2 separate regions of the Cricetulus griseus genome follow, and region 1 is linked to region 2. A link is a contact called in public Micro-C data. All regions are on one chromosome and are shown on one strand. The core of a region is the stretch at or near the end of the contact, and the rest is flanking DNA. Distances in the headings are between cores, read along the strand shown.

The links. Hi-C and Micro-C count contacts between places; a contact is called where the count stands out from the background.
Region 1: a contact with region 2 is called in a Micro-C map of the CHO-K1 cell line, with 1.9 times the contacts expected there. The contact joins the promoter of Stk17b here to the enhancer-like site in region 2. A contact is called at or near these places in 4 of 8 Hi-C or Micro-C datasets (the CHK-Q cell line, the CHO-K1 cell line and fibroblasts).

The regions. Positions count from the first base shown.
Region 1 is chr2:408,372,190-408,379,048 of CriGri-PICRH-1.0, reverse strand. It overlaps Stk17b (serine/threonine-protein kinase 17B), which reads left to right and starts at 1,520. Exons shown (of 8, transcript XM_027396878.2): 1 at 1,520-1,675.
Region 2 is chr2:408,316,718-408,324,246 of CriGri-PICRH-1.0, reverse strand. No RefSeq gene overlaps it. Among named protein-coding and RNA genes, the nearest start is that of Dnah7, 27 kb to the right of the region's middle. Within about 2 kb of position 2,111, at least 4 of the 6 cell types and tissues checked have open chromatin away from gene starts, as enhancers often do. A contact at or near this core is called in the CHO-K1 cell line and fibroblasts, where this site is marked.

The DNA.
Region 1 (6,859 bases), core at 271-2,770, 55 kb before region 2:
TCCCTGTGTAAAAAGCTGGACACGATGGTGCCTGAACCCGTCTCCTGTAATCCCCAGTGCAGGGGAAGTGGAGACAGGTGGGTGGATCTCCAGAGTTCACTGGTCAGCTGGCCTAGCTGAATTGGTTTAAGGTGAGACTCTCAAAAGTAAGGTGGAGAGTTAATGAGGCGACCCCTGGCCTCCACATTCATGCACACTGATGTACACAACCCCACATAAACACATAAATACACTCCTCCACACGCAAAAGCTGGCAACCAAGGAACTGTTGAAATTAAAAGGGTACAGTTAACACATGTATACATCAAAAACCACTACAAGGAGCCCCAGGAGGGTACTGGCTCCAGCTTTGACTCGGGGACTTTGGGATGCAGCTGATTTTTTTCTGAAAGAAAATATGGGAACAGTCTCAATGGTTTGTGAACACCTGACAAATATATTTTCAGTGTGTGACTTTGTTTCCATCTTCACAAATAGGCTTCCCTGGCCAGAAAGATGCCATCTCCTCAGTTGGACAAAGCTTAGAGAATCAATACATTATACTGAAGCCTGTCTAAATAACAACAGACAGACTTGGTGAAATGGATATGATGCTTTAAATGCTTGTATATTAGAAGGAAGAACAATCGGATAGCTTGAGGAAATCTTGGGGAAATGTTGCTAAGATCTTTTAAAAGCAAGAGGATATATATATATATATATATATATATATATAATATATATATATATATATATCCCAGGATCTTATATGTATGTAAACCTACTGTGTCTAGCAAATTGAAAGTCTAGGTACTTTCAATTTTTAAACTGTCTTCAAGAGGTAACAGATCCTGGGGGCTGGGGGTGGAACTCGGTGGTGGAGCCCTTGTTTAGCATGAGAAAGGCCCTGGCTTCTCTTTGGACTCTAACCCTGCCATAAAAATTAAAAAATAATGAAGTTAGCAATGTGTGTTGAGCAGATACAGGTTTTCATCCTTTCCCTCAGCACAGTAAAGTAGCAATTAGTTCGTCTTCGGCCTCTCCTACAGTGCTTTGAGCCAGTGTCTCAGGACACCAGCTGTAGAGATCAGCATCGGTAAATCCCCGTGTTTATGGTTCCAAGAACTTCTGGAATGGATAGCAAACTGGAATCTCTATTTGCAGAGTAGGTTCAGGTGGTAAGGAAGAGGACAGGGAAGTCTTTATAAAAAAAAAAAGAAAAAAGAACTGTGGTCGTCACAGAGGCAAACAGCAGGGACGTCTCCGGCTTCTTTTCTCTCTGGCGTCCCACTACCCACACCACCAGGAGGGACCACTCTACAGGTGGAAAAAAGTCGCGAGGGGCTAAACCCGCCCCCTCTCCAGTTCTAGACTGTCTGCAGCCAAACCTACGGGCGCCAGGCGCCCCGCCCGGGCCCCGCCCACTCCCCAACTGCGGCCCCGCCCCTCAGCACGCCCGGCTGGCCGGCGCCCCTCCCCGCCCCCCACGTGACAACCCCACCCGCCACGCGCGCTCCGATTGGTTCTTCGGCACGAGAAGGCGGAGTCTATCGAAGTCCTGCGCCCAAGAGGCGGCTGCACTTTTCAAACCCCAACTGTAAGAAGCTTGGGTCAGCGTCTGTGCGGTCGTCGCCACCGGGAGTCGCCTCTCGGGGCCTGGCTGACGGCGACCGGCCGCTGCGGGGAAGAGTGCGAGGTGAGCCTGTGTAGCCGCGGCCCGGTCGGAGGGTGGGTAGAGCCTGCGGCGGCGGCGCCGAACTGCGGCCGAGCGGTCCGCCAGCGTCGCGTCTAGGGTGCGGGGCGCGGGGACACGGCGGGGAGCCCGAGGGCCGGGGCCGGCGTCCCGGAGCGTGGCCTTGCCCGATCGCCCCCACGGCGTGTGAACCTGTCCTCCTTGTGGCTCCCGGGGTCGCGTGCGGTGGTCGCGGGGCGCCTTCACGTCGGGGCGGGCGGGCGCGCCTGACCCGCAGCCCGGGAGAAACTTTGCGGCCGTCGCGTGAGCTGCTGTCAGTCCCGGCGTGGCGAGCCGAGCTGTTGCCGTGACTTCCCGGCTTTCCTTTAAGGAGGTGGTTAGTCCTCTGTGCCTGTGACCCATCCACAGACTGGAGAGCCACATCATGGCCACGGTGTGGACCTTTATCCCCGCCCGGCCTTACCGTGGGAAAAGGCTCTCGGGATATAGATGAGTGGAGACAAAGTTGAAAGAAACTTCCCGGCCAGCCGGTGGCCAGTCTCCGTGGCTTGTGTTGGGACTAGAGGCGCGCTGGCTTCAGCTCGCAAGTTGGAATTAAGAAATATGTCCGAAAGCCTAGTAATTTCAATCATACTCAAAACATTAGGTCTGTGTATGACATTCACCGAGTGTGTCTGGCTGACGTCATGTTTACATCCGCGGTACCGATAACGCCGAACCTCATCGGCAGGTTTGATACGGTGTGGACTTTTTAAGTTTTCAAGTCTAGGGGAGAGAGGGGCTGTGTCTTGGGCAGCAGGGTCAGCAGCGGTAACTAGGGAAGCGGAGGCATATGAAACATGGAATTTTCAACTCAGGGAGCACAGTTCTATGGCAGAGAGGTATAAACTCACTTTCTCATTGGTACACCGTTGTACAGTCTTTACGGTGAGATACCCAGAAATGGTTTTCAGCAGTTTCATAAAAATTGAATCACATTGCTTTAAAATTGAGTGTATTTCAAAAAGCTAGTGACCAAGTTTTAGACCTGTCTTCTTTCCTGATCCTTTTCTAATATTAACCTTTTTTTGATATTTCAAATAATTGTTAATTTCTAGAGATATACATACATTTTAGATAATTTTCTAAAATGAAGGTTTACTATTAAAGTACATTTACTTACATGACAGTATGTTTAAGTTAGAAAAATAATATTTCTGTAATAATTTGAGTCTTCTTTGTATGTGAATAGAATGGTGACAGTGTCTCTTGGATTTTTAAGTAAGAAATTCCAGTTCCAGTTCAGGGAGATGGCACTGCCAGAAGGTGCTTGTCTCCAACCCAAATGTCCTGATCCATAGGACCTACATGGTAGAAAGAGAGAACCTATTCTCACTTCTCCTCTTGCATGTAATAAAAAATTAAAAAAAAATAGAAATTATAATTTGGTTAAGGTAGAAGTGGCATTTTAGTAGAGGCTTCATTAATCAATGTCAATAACATCTATAGAAAATGCAGGCATTTAATGGCAGATGCTTTTAATTAATTTCATTTTTAACTTTGTACTGACAGCTAGGCAGTGGTGGCACAGGCTTTTAATCCCAGCACTGGGGAGGCAGAAGCAGGTGGATCTCTGTGAGTTTGAGCCAGCCTGGTCTACAGAGCAAGTTCTAGAACAGCCAGAACTGTTACACAGAGAAACCCTATCTCAAAATAAAAAAGATTGCACTAACAATGCACAGCTTGACAGCTTTATGGTACTAGGTGAACATATAAACATGTTTCAACACTTTGTTTTGTAACAATTTGATAATTATAAAGGATTTCTATGTCAAAATGTCCTAATTTTAATTGTAGAGACTCAATTTAAAACTCATAAATCAAGGAAACCAGTTACACATTTATTCACTTTACCTTAGATTTTCTTAAAGTATATTATAATGCATATTTCCTGTATCTGATATTCTCTACATCTTGACATTTGCTCTATTGTTTAGCCATATCCCAAGACGTGCCTACCAGTTTTGAAGGATTTTTGCTTTTTGAGACAGAGTCTCACTCTGTAGACCTGGCTGGCTTTGAACTGAAGAGATCTGTCTGCTTTTGCCTCCCAAGTGCTGAGATGAAAGGCTAGTACCACTATACCAACTCAATTTGGATTATCTGTTTATATGGCAGCAGTGTTGGGGATTGAACCTGTGGGTTCTTGCATGTAAGATTGGCAGTCTACCAACAGAGCTATATATACAACTATACATGGTTTTCTATGCCAGACTACTAGAAAAAGATAGGGTTTTGTTGTTTGTTTGTTTGTTTGTGGTACTGTGTTCAAAGCAGAGAAATGTTCTTTTTAATTAAGTTACAAGTATGTATTTTATATGATTATATTGTGATATAAGTTGCAATTTTGAATGCATACTTCATTAAATTACTTTCTTCTCTTTATCCTTTTCCTAAGCATGTAATTCATAGTTGGTTATTTTGTGCATGTAAATGAGTTCTCTTTTAAATATTTATACATAATATGTTTTGCTTGATCCCCTTGCTCTTTCCAGCTAGTCCAAAAGAGGACATACATATTAAGCACTGAGAAATTTTAAAGGTGAAATAGAAAGTCTTTTTTTTTTTAATCCTTGAAGGATTAGATTCCATTTTGCATTGTAATAGTTACTGAACAAACAGTACTTTGGTGCTGTTAGTAAATGGTATGGTAATTTATTTTACAACAGAAACCCAATTTTCCATCTGATGAGTGACAAGCTCTGTGTAATTGCTGGCCCACCATTATTTCCATTTTCAACATCTTCTCATCCTTCACAATTACAGGATTTATTCTTTGCTGAAGGTGGAAGAGGTGGCGGCAGGCCTTACTGTCTTGGCCCAGTGTCAGGCTGGGGTTCCTTGCCTGGGACTGTATCCCTGGTGTAAACTATACCCTAGAGGTTGGACCAGAGTCAGTTGGCTTCCTATTGTGATTTTCAGGGGATTAGATTATTGAATTATGCTTGCTGTTGCGTATTTAAAAACAAATATAACGGTACAGTGCTGTCAGTAGACTACATAGCATATGGAAGTCATCATCCATTAACACCGGTGCTGTCTTCCAGTCCCTGGCCAGCTAAAACATATGCTTCAACACAGCAGAAAGTTCTTTTTTTTTTTTTCTTTTTATGGGTGCTAGATAAGTAAAACTTTAGTTTATCTTTTCCTAGACACAACTTGGTCTTGTTGATGCCCATGTAGAAGAGAAAAGTTGCTTCCCTGCTATATTCATTCACATTTACTTCATGAAGATAGGACAACTATCTGACTTTCAGGGGTGTTCTTAGCTAACATAGATAGTGACATGAAAACAAGTGCTCACCTAGTCTGAAACAATTAGTAAGTCAAGACTACATGTTTTTTAGTCTTGCATAGATGATAAAAATGAATTTATTTACATTTCTAGGTCATGTGACTACCTTGTTTTGAACTGAAATTCTATAAGAGCAATTTAAAATGTTCATAACTAGCTAACTGCTATGAAATAGGCAGGGACTATATTGAAAGCTTCTGTACTGCAATTTCCAGATGAATCTCAGGCTAGTCCGTAAAATTGCCTTTTGCTGTATTTTATCATTTATAGACTTTTATCCAACATTTCTAAATTCTTATTAGGGACATCATGCCAAGTTGCTTAAGTTCAAGTACAAGGTTATTGTCCTTTAGATACAAAGTGTGATTGCAATCTAACATTACATTTTCAAGTAAAGGGGTATGTCAAGAATCCTCTTGTTTGAAGCATAAAGGAAAGGCGTTTACGTCAACCTGTGGCTTTTAGGCAAAGCTTCTTGGGGCAGAGCATGTATAAGAAATAGCCACTTAAGGAAAGTATATTTCAGACAGAGAAGTAAAGCAAAGAAGTGGAGAGAAAATATGAGATTGAAGCATGACGAGAAAGGGAGCAAGGGTATATTGAGCTCCTGGGTCTTTGAGTGTCATGCTACAAAGGATTTTAAGTTATAGTTCCTGAGGCTAATAAAGGCAACTATTTCCAAATGCTTTTAGTATTGTATTCTGTAATCTCTACATTCATGAGCTCTTTTCATTTGATAACCTTGGAATGAATATTACAATGAATAACTTTTAAGTTGAGTTGGTTAGAGGTTTAGAAGGATGTTTATTTACTGTTCATCATACTGGCTTTCTCCATTCAGTTCAGCCAAGGCACAGATCAAATCTAACAATTCTTTCTCTTCCTTCATTGATTCATATCTGAATTCTTATTGTAATTATTATAATGGGAGTTAATGAAAAAACTGGAAAGAGTATGACATCATACTAGTGTATGATTGAAATCTTACTTGTATCTTCTGTTATGCATTTATGCCTTCTGGCACTGTGTCTATAATTGCTTACAAACACACATTTACTAAGTCCCTTAAGATATTTTCATTGGTGTAGTCTGATGATAAAATATTAAATGATTTCATTGAGTAAGATATATTGGCAATTTTGTAAATTTAGGATGTTAATATTCTTGTTAGAATTGGTTATAAGTCTATAAATTGTAGAAGAGAAGATCTATGGATTGTTTATTAGAATTGAGAATTGGGTGGTAATTTTAGGACATACAAGGAGAGACAGAACTGATGGGTAGCCTGAATGTATATTACATGACAGACAAACCCTGTTTGTGAAGATGTTAATGGATAGAGATGACATTTGTGCTCTATTATAGGCAAAATTGGCTAGAGGAGGAGAAATAGCAAAATATCTGGACTGACAGCTCTTTTAAGTAAACAGAAGGAGGCAAACAAGAAAGCTATATGGATCCTTAAACAGATTTCAATACAGGTATATTAGCAATAGGTAAATGTGCCTACAGTCTAGTCTCTTGAAATGTCTTCTTCTGAGGCAAAGTTTGTATCCCAGGAGATACAGAGCCATAATGAAATGAGTCATAGCATCAAAACTCATTTGCATATTTAAATGTATTTGGAAAACTGCAATTGCCCAACATTGTTTTTAGCTACATCTATTGTCATACAAGTACCTGTGGTATGTTCATCCATTATAATGGCCATCAGTTCACGTGAGTGTTACAGAATTCATTAGGGTATGAAGTTAATACATGCAAAGACCAATTATGGAAGTCCTTTAAGTGGGCTGAGCAGTAAGATCTGATTTAGACTGTCATTATGCATTTCATTTTTATTAAAAAGAAAA
Region 2 (7,529 bases), core at 862-3,361:
GGTAATGGAGCTACAACTCTGTCAGTCAGAAAGCTGATTGCTCCAAGGGATCCTTGAGAGACAGAGAGAGAGATACAGAGACAGAGAGAGAGAGAGAGAGAGAGAGAGAGAGAGAGAAAACAGACACTGTTATCATTGCTGTACCACACTCAGCCCTCTATCCCTGTCCCCCCCCTTACAGAAACCAGGAAGGAGGCCACCAAGCCCTTCCATGGAGCCAGTGGGCCAAGCTTGATTTCTTCCTTCCCTAGAAACTGGCTTAGGGATGGCTGCATGCTTCTGAGGACATATTCCCACTGCTTGGAAAGGAATGCATGATGTAGCTGGCTCTCTCTTCTACTTTGGGCATCACTGTGTTATGATCAAATGCTTGGAACTGAAGCAAACAAGCTCAGCGAGGAGCAGACCAGTACAGTCCTCAGGCTGAGACAAGCATGAGCTTTGGACCTCATGATACAGTTAGGCTACCCTGGAGCACACTAATTCCGATGCTCACTCCCTTTTCATGTGTGAGACAATAGATCCCATTTAAGCGATTTTGGGTTGTGGCTTCTGTTCCTTGTAGCAGAAATATCCAAGCTAACATCACAGCACACCATGACTGTTATCTAGATGTGGTGTTTGCCTTTGCTGGTGTAAAGGATGGCTACAGATGTGGGACTCACAATGCTACATCGAGTCCCATACAGTTCTGGTGGCCAGACGCCTAAACTTATTTTGCCAGCAGGCGCATGTTCTTTCTGGAGGCTCAGGGAAAATTCTTGATTTTTTTTTCCTTATCAGATTCCACCAAGTGCTTATATTCCCTGGCTTATGGACTGTTTTAATCTGTTTGAACTGCAATCCAAACACACCTTATATTGACCAATTTATAAACAGAAATTGGCTGTTTCCAGTAGAGGAGGCTAGGACAGGCAATATCAAGATGCTAGCAGATTCCCCGTGGCTGATCTCCTTGCCATAGATGGGTCCTTCTTGCTGAGCCATCACATGGCAGAAGAAGCAATCTATCACGGGCCTTATAATTTACTCCAGAATTGGCAGTCTTGCCTGTCATCTCAATAACAACACTTGACAACTCAACTGAGTCTTTGATGTGTATTGTTTTAAGGGCTTTCCCTGAATGTGATAATCAGGGTATTACTTTGAAATTATTGCCACTGTTAGATATCCATTCTGCAGAGGGATATCCATTATGCAAATTCAACTCTGAGTGCTAATTTTGTCTACTTAGGAATAAGTTGAAACCGCATGGATTTTAGTACTCTTTCAGAAAAAAAGGCAAGCTTCTCCAGCTGAGGGTGGCTAGGGTGCATTTAACTGTGACTTTACTACATCCAGGAGGGCTTGGACAGCAGAATTTATCACCTTTCCAAACAGGAACTCCAGAGCCAGAGATGGGGGCAGGGGGCAAGTTAATTAAGCAACTTAATCAAGTAAAGCTTCATTTTATTAGGGAAGAAGGTTTTATTTGCAAAGGCCCTAAGCAGTGTGTCTTTAGTGGCTTGATCCCTGCACCATTTCCTGGCAAAAGGGGAATGGCCAAGCCTGAAGCTCTCCTGGTTAGAGCCCAGAACAAAGCCAAGAGTTAGTCAGTGAAGACAGAAGACAGCTAGCTTGGGAGCCTTGCCCTCTCTAGGCTGTGCCTACCTGCAGAATGCAAGATGTTTAGCAGGCTAATGCAGAGAGTCGGCTGTGTGCCTGGGACACGCATCCCAAAGCCTCTGACCACTTCTTGCTGTGACTCAGGACAGATTTTAGAGCTGCTGACTCGCTGAGGCAGCTGAGGCAGCTGGGGCAGCTGGGGCAGCTGGGGCAGCATGCTGAGGCTGTGTTGAGCAAAGTGGCAGGGTAAATAGAATTCCACCTCTTATCTGCCCAGCTCAAATGGTCTGGGGAGTAACAGTTCCAGATAACTTGGAAGATAATCTTTTATCTTGAGGAAGGAAAAGTTCCCATTGCAGACCCAATGTGTATCTTCTCAGATAAATCCCTTTCTTACTCACAGGAATCTAAAAACAAGTTTCCTTCTACAACCCCCACCACAAGTAACCTATTTCACCAAGAGTAAAGCATGTGACAATTAATCTTCCCCAAGCACAGCAGAGCTGAGTCACCCACACAGGGACTCAGGCTTTCCCTGCAAAGCTACTTCCTGAGCCTCAGCCTCCTCCTTCCCTGTTCTAGACAGGGTCCTACAACTTGGGATACTTGACACGTATTTCAGAGCTATTGAACAGCCTGCTCTGTATGCATGTCCTGTTGTGATTAGATCATTTCCATGCTTAAGAAAAGTAGGATATTTAGCTTGGAGTTTTGATCAAATAGATGCACATGTGAAAACAAACTTTCTAACCTGAGTTAAGTACAGCTTCCTCACCTGGAATCAATGGCCAGATACAAAGCTGGCTGCTCAAGAGGACTCTCCTGCTACAATGGTTAAAGGTGACTGGAATATTCAGAGGAATAGGGACACCTTTTGTTATGATTTCCGTTGTAGCATTTGTGCTCTTCTACTTTCCATGTAGACCAAAGCCTCTGGAGTAATTGCCTTCAGCAAGTGCAATGGTGCCCTTTGTTCAGAAGGAGTCAGCCTTGTAGTTTGAACCAACTGGGGTTGTGTGTGTAAACAGAACATTGCATAAAGTCCAAGAGACTCTCACTACTCCTAAGAAGTGCCTGCCCACCCTTGGGGAGCCAAGAAGTAAGCTTCATGGGGACAAGTAAGAGGGTTGTTGTTTGGTTGTTGTTGTGTTTTTGTTTTTGTTTTTGGTTTTGGTTTATTTGGTACCAGTTTTGTGTTATAGATGTAGAATAGAGACTGTGCTGTGTGCTGCCTACCTCAGTGTTTTCACTGATCCCTAGAGAGACTGAAGACCACAGGCTGCCATGCTAGTCCTATATGTAGAGGCCAGGGCAGATACTCCAAGCAGTCCAGCTGTCATGTAAGTCACACAATGCCCACCCTCCAGCCACCCCCTGGAAGTGTAAGATAATTTCTCTAGTTGAAAACAGAATGCTATCAGATTTGCATCCTCTAGCACGTGGAGTCACTTGTGTGCTTGAGGAATGAGCTTAGATATTCAGTTATTTGATGCTGGATGCTGTGTGAAAGGAATGAGTCCCTGGAGTTGAGGGTTTACATCGAGAATTTCGCCCCAGTGGTGCCGCGGCAGGAAGGGAACAAGAGTCAAGTCCCTAAGGGGGAGCTTATCATGAAAGATCTCAGACTTTAACAGGGAGGTGTTTTGAGTACATCACAAACATATTGAACTTTAATACCATGCACTGAAGGGCAAATATTTCCTTTGTAGCAGCAGCAGCAGCTCCTATTATGTTTTAGAGGAATTTTCCAGTGAATGTCTTTACTGTGCAGGCCTTGAAATGTTATCCTTTCTTTGGTTACATGCACTTTCACTTTTGGAAACTTTACATGCTGTTCTTTACCAATAATATTTTATTCCCCCCCCCCAAATAGCCAGCTCCTGGGGACAATTTAATAAAAGCTGACCCAACAAGAAATGCTTTAGCACAGGCCTTCTTGATATCTTTGGCTAGGCACCATGCCTTATGCAAGTACGTTCTGTGTAACATTATCACTAAAGATGCCAAAGACAATCTCGGTATTGAATGACACAAATAAAATGTTAGTTGTTTCATGTAAGAGCATTTGTTCCTGTGAATGTGGAAGTAGGGGTGCTAGTAGAGGAATGGTTTTGTGTGTGTGCACGCACACATACATGTGGCTGAAATGGGTGGGTGATAGGACAAACATTGGCAAAAATATGACCAGGAGAAACTCTCTAGACTGTAGTTGACAGCTCCCTTTACAGAGGAGGTGGTGTTCAGTAATAGCCTGTAGACTCAAGCACTTCCCTATGAAAGTGACCTGGAAGGTATTTGCGGTGGTTTGAATGAGAGTGTCCCCCATTGGATCTAGAATTTGAATACTTGGTTCCCAGCTGGTGGCAGTGTTTTCAAGGCTTAGGAGATGTGGCCTTATTGGGGGAGACATGTCCTCCAATATTATTGGAGGTGGGCTTTGATAATTTTAAAGACTTGCCATGTTCCTAGTGTGCTCTCCCTGCTTCCTGCTTGTAGTTCAAGCTGTGAGCTATAAGCTTGCTATACCAACTGCCATGTCTGCCCCTTTGCTTCCATGATGGGTTCTCATCCTTGTGGACTATAGGTCCAAATACTTCCTTGTTGCCTTGGTCACGGTGTTTGATTACAGCAGTAGAGAAGTGACTAATATGGTGTCTGCTCCAGAACGGTTTATGACATGGTGCTTTCTAGAAGGTGCTCTGAGCTAACTAGGATTGAAATATAGGGAACCAAGTAGGCAGAAAACTCACCAACTGTAACTTCTTCTCACTGGGGCAGAGCTACCGGTAAAATCCTCTAAGAAATGAGGATGTTGCATGGACAGTTAGTGAAAGAAGAGGAGACCTGGGGAAGAGTGGAACTTACCTCTCTAGAGCTCATTTGACACTGGTAGTGACAGAATGCAGGTTAGATGGCTCAGACTGGGTATGGTCAATAACCAGAGATTTTTTTTTTTAATTTTAAAAGCAATCTTATTTTACGTATCAATCCCCCTATTCCCTCACCCTCCCATCCACCCATGCCTTCCACTGACCCCCTCAACCCACCCTCACCCACTTCCCAAGGATAGTGAGGCCTTTCATGCTTCCAAAGGGGATCATCAAAGTCTGTCACATCATTTGGGGGAGGGCCCAGGCCCTCTTTCATGTAGCTGGGCTGTAATAGTGGGGAGCCAGCATTGGACCGAACCAAGCCCTCTGAATGTGGGTGCCAGCTAGGTGGCCAGGGCAGTCTATGTGATGTCTAACAATGGAGCCAGTGTTTATCCCTACAACACAAATGGACTTTGGGAACCCATTCCCTATGAAGGGACCAGAGATTTTAAGGAGCTATTAAAGGGACAGCTTTAGTCTGATGGGAGAAGGGGAGGGGATGGTTTATAAAACGTTTGCACATCTTTGGAGAACCTGGTATTAAGGTTGAATGTGTACTCCAGAAGTTCATTGGCTGGAAACTTTATCTTCAAATTCACATATTGTTGAAATTTTGATACAGAGCCTATGATAGGCTCTATATCATAATTCATAATTAGGACTGACGATGTGATGGGACCCGTGATGGCATCTGTGGCCCTGATGGCATCTGAGATGAACACTTGCTCTCTCACTTTGTGACGCCCCATGCTACATTTTGATGCAACATGAATGCCTCTGCCAAATCTCATACACCCCCAACCTTCAGATCTGTAAAAGCAAATACATTTTTTATATAAATTACCCAGACTTAGGCATTCAGTTATGGTAAAGAAAAAAATGATCAGCAAACACACTTAAGTTCTAATTGACTCATCTGCCAATTTTGAGTCACTTTGGAAATTTTATGCAGTGCAGTGACACTTTGGGAGATCAATAAGTCAAGTAGCTTTTTTTTTTTTTTTTTTTGCTTTGATTCTGAACCTGTTGGTACACTAGAAATAGAAATACAAGTTTGAGGGGAGGGAGAGGGAGAAGGGACTTACATGTGAAACAAGTCTGTTCCCTAACTTGAATTAATAAAAAAATAAATAAAAAAGAAATACAAGTTTGATTACTGGAAAAAATTATATTTGAAGACAAATGATGTGGCTGTGATTAGTCCCACCTTAAGGAAATGTAGATTCTTTGACCCAAGAGTCTTATATCATAGTAGTTTAATTATTTCAGAGCTGGGAGAAAGAGTAGACTACCAGTAGTCATAGATGTATATATATTATAAATATTTCAGACCTACTCATGAAGTCTGTAGAAGTGAAGCCAACATAGTTACCTCCTTATGTGAAGGTTATCTCAATAAAATCACCACTATATTTTAACTTTTCACATGACAGAGCAGTGAGGAAAAATGAATGAGTCTTCATAAAGTTAGAGAAGCAGCTAGCCTGGGGCTTCGGCTTGGTTCACCTGTCACCCATTTGGGGTACACCATGTGAGTTTACATTTGCATTTCTTTCCACCAATCCTGACACTAACTACCTGGAGTTAGTATAGATTCTACAAACTGGTCAGCCTCACAAAACTGTCCTCACTTCAGACACCAGTTGCAAGACCTGACAGTCACGTGTGCCTCTGACTAACTGCCTATAAGTTTGGGGATTCCCATGGACTCCCTGCAAGGGTAAAACAATAATTTGCAAAGGATGACTCAGACCCTGGGAAAGCTGTAGAGTTATAATCACATTTGTATTATAAAGAACGCAGTTAAGGGCCAGTCAACTAGAAGAAATGCATAGAGCAAGGAACAAAGAACCTTAACAGAGAAATGGACCACTTTGAGAAGAATAAAACAGAAATTCTATAACTGAACTATTCCAACACACAAAAAAATGGAATTATTTACAAAGAAAGCTTAACATTACAGAAGAAAATCCTAAAGATGGGTCACAGGAACTATTAAAACTGAAGCATTAAAAAAAATAGAAATGAGAACACAGAAAGTGGGTGCGCGCGCGCGCGCGCGCGCACGCGCGCACACACACACACACACACACACACACACACACAGACATGGTGCTGCATGTTTGAACTGCCAGCACAAATGAGCTTAAGGTGAGAGGACTGCAGTTCTAAGCCAGTGAGACCATGACTCACAAGAGAAAAAAAGCAAATAGAACTTTGGTGACCTATGAGACATAAGCAGTCACACTACCTTAAATAGTAGGAATAGAATGGAACAGACAAGGATTTAAGGAAATGCAAGTCAAATGCTTTCAAAATCACATGACTATCTCAAAAGATGAAAAAAAAAAGCCTCTGACAAATTCCAACATGCCTTCACAATAAAAGTCTCTACAGAATGTAGGGCTAGAGGGAACATACCTCTATATCATAAAAAATTATATATGAGAAAACCACAGCCAACAACATCCCAAATGGCAAAAAAGCTTGAAGCAATCAGATTGAAGTTGGGAATGAGTCAGGGCTGTCTACTATCCACATTGCTGTATAACACTGCTCTGGAAGTGCTAGCAGGAGCAGTGAGGCAAGAAAGGAAATTAAAGGATACAGATAGAAAAAGAAGTTAAAAAAATTCCTTATTTGCAGATGACAAGACATTGTTCATTAAAAATCCCACAAATTCTGTCAGAATTATAGAGCAATGGATAAAAAAATTTCAGCAACATGGCAGGATGCAGAATCAACTTGCTCAAATCAATAGCTTTCTGAACACCAACAACAAAGGTACAGAGAAAGATCTTAGATACATCCCTATTCACGGTGGCTTTCAAATTGGATGACATTTATAAACCAAGAAAAACTCATCAATATAAATCAAGATGATATAAACAAACTCATATTAAATACTCTCACATAGGTGAAAGATGTATGACTTCTCAGTAACAATACACACCAGAATGGATGGAGAGTTTGGCCCATCACTTGACCCAGTTTAATCCAAATGTACCAATTCTGAGGCCCTCTCTGATACTGAACAGATAACCTTCAAGG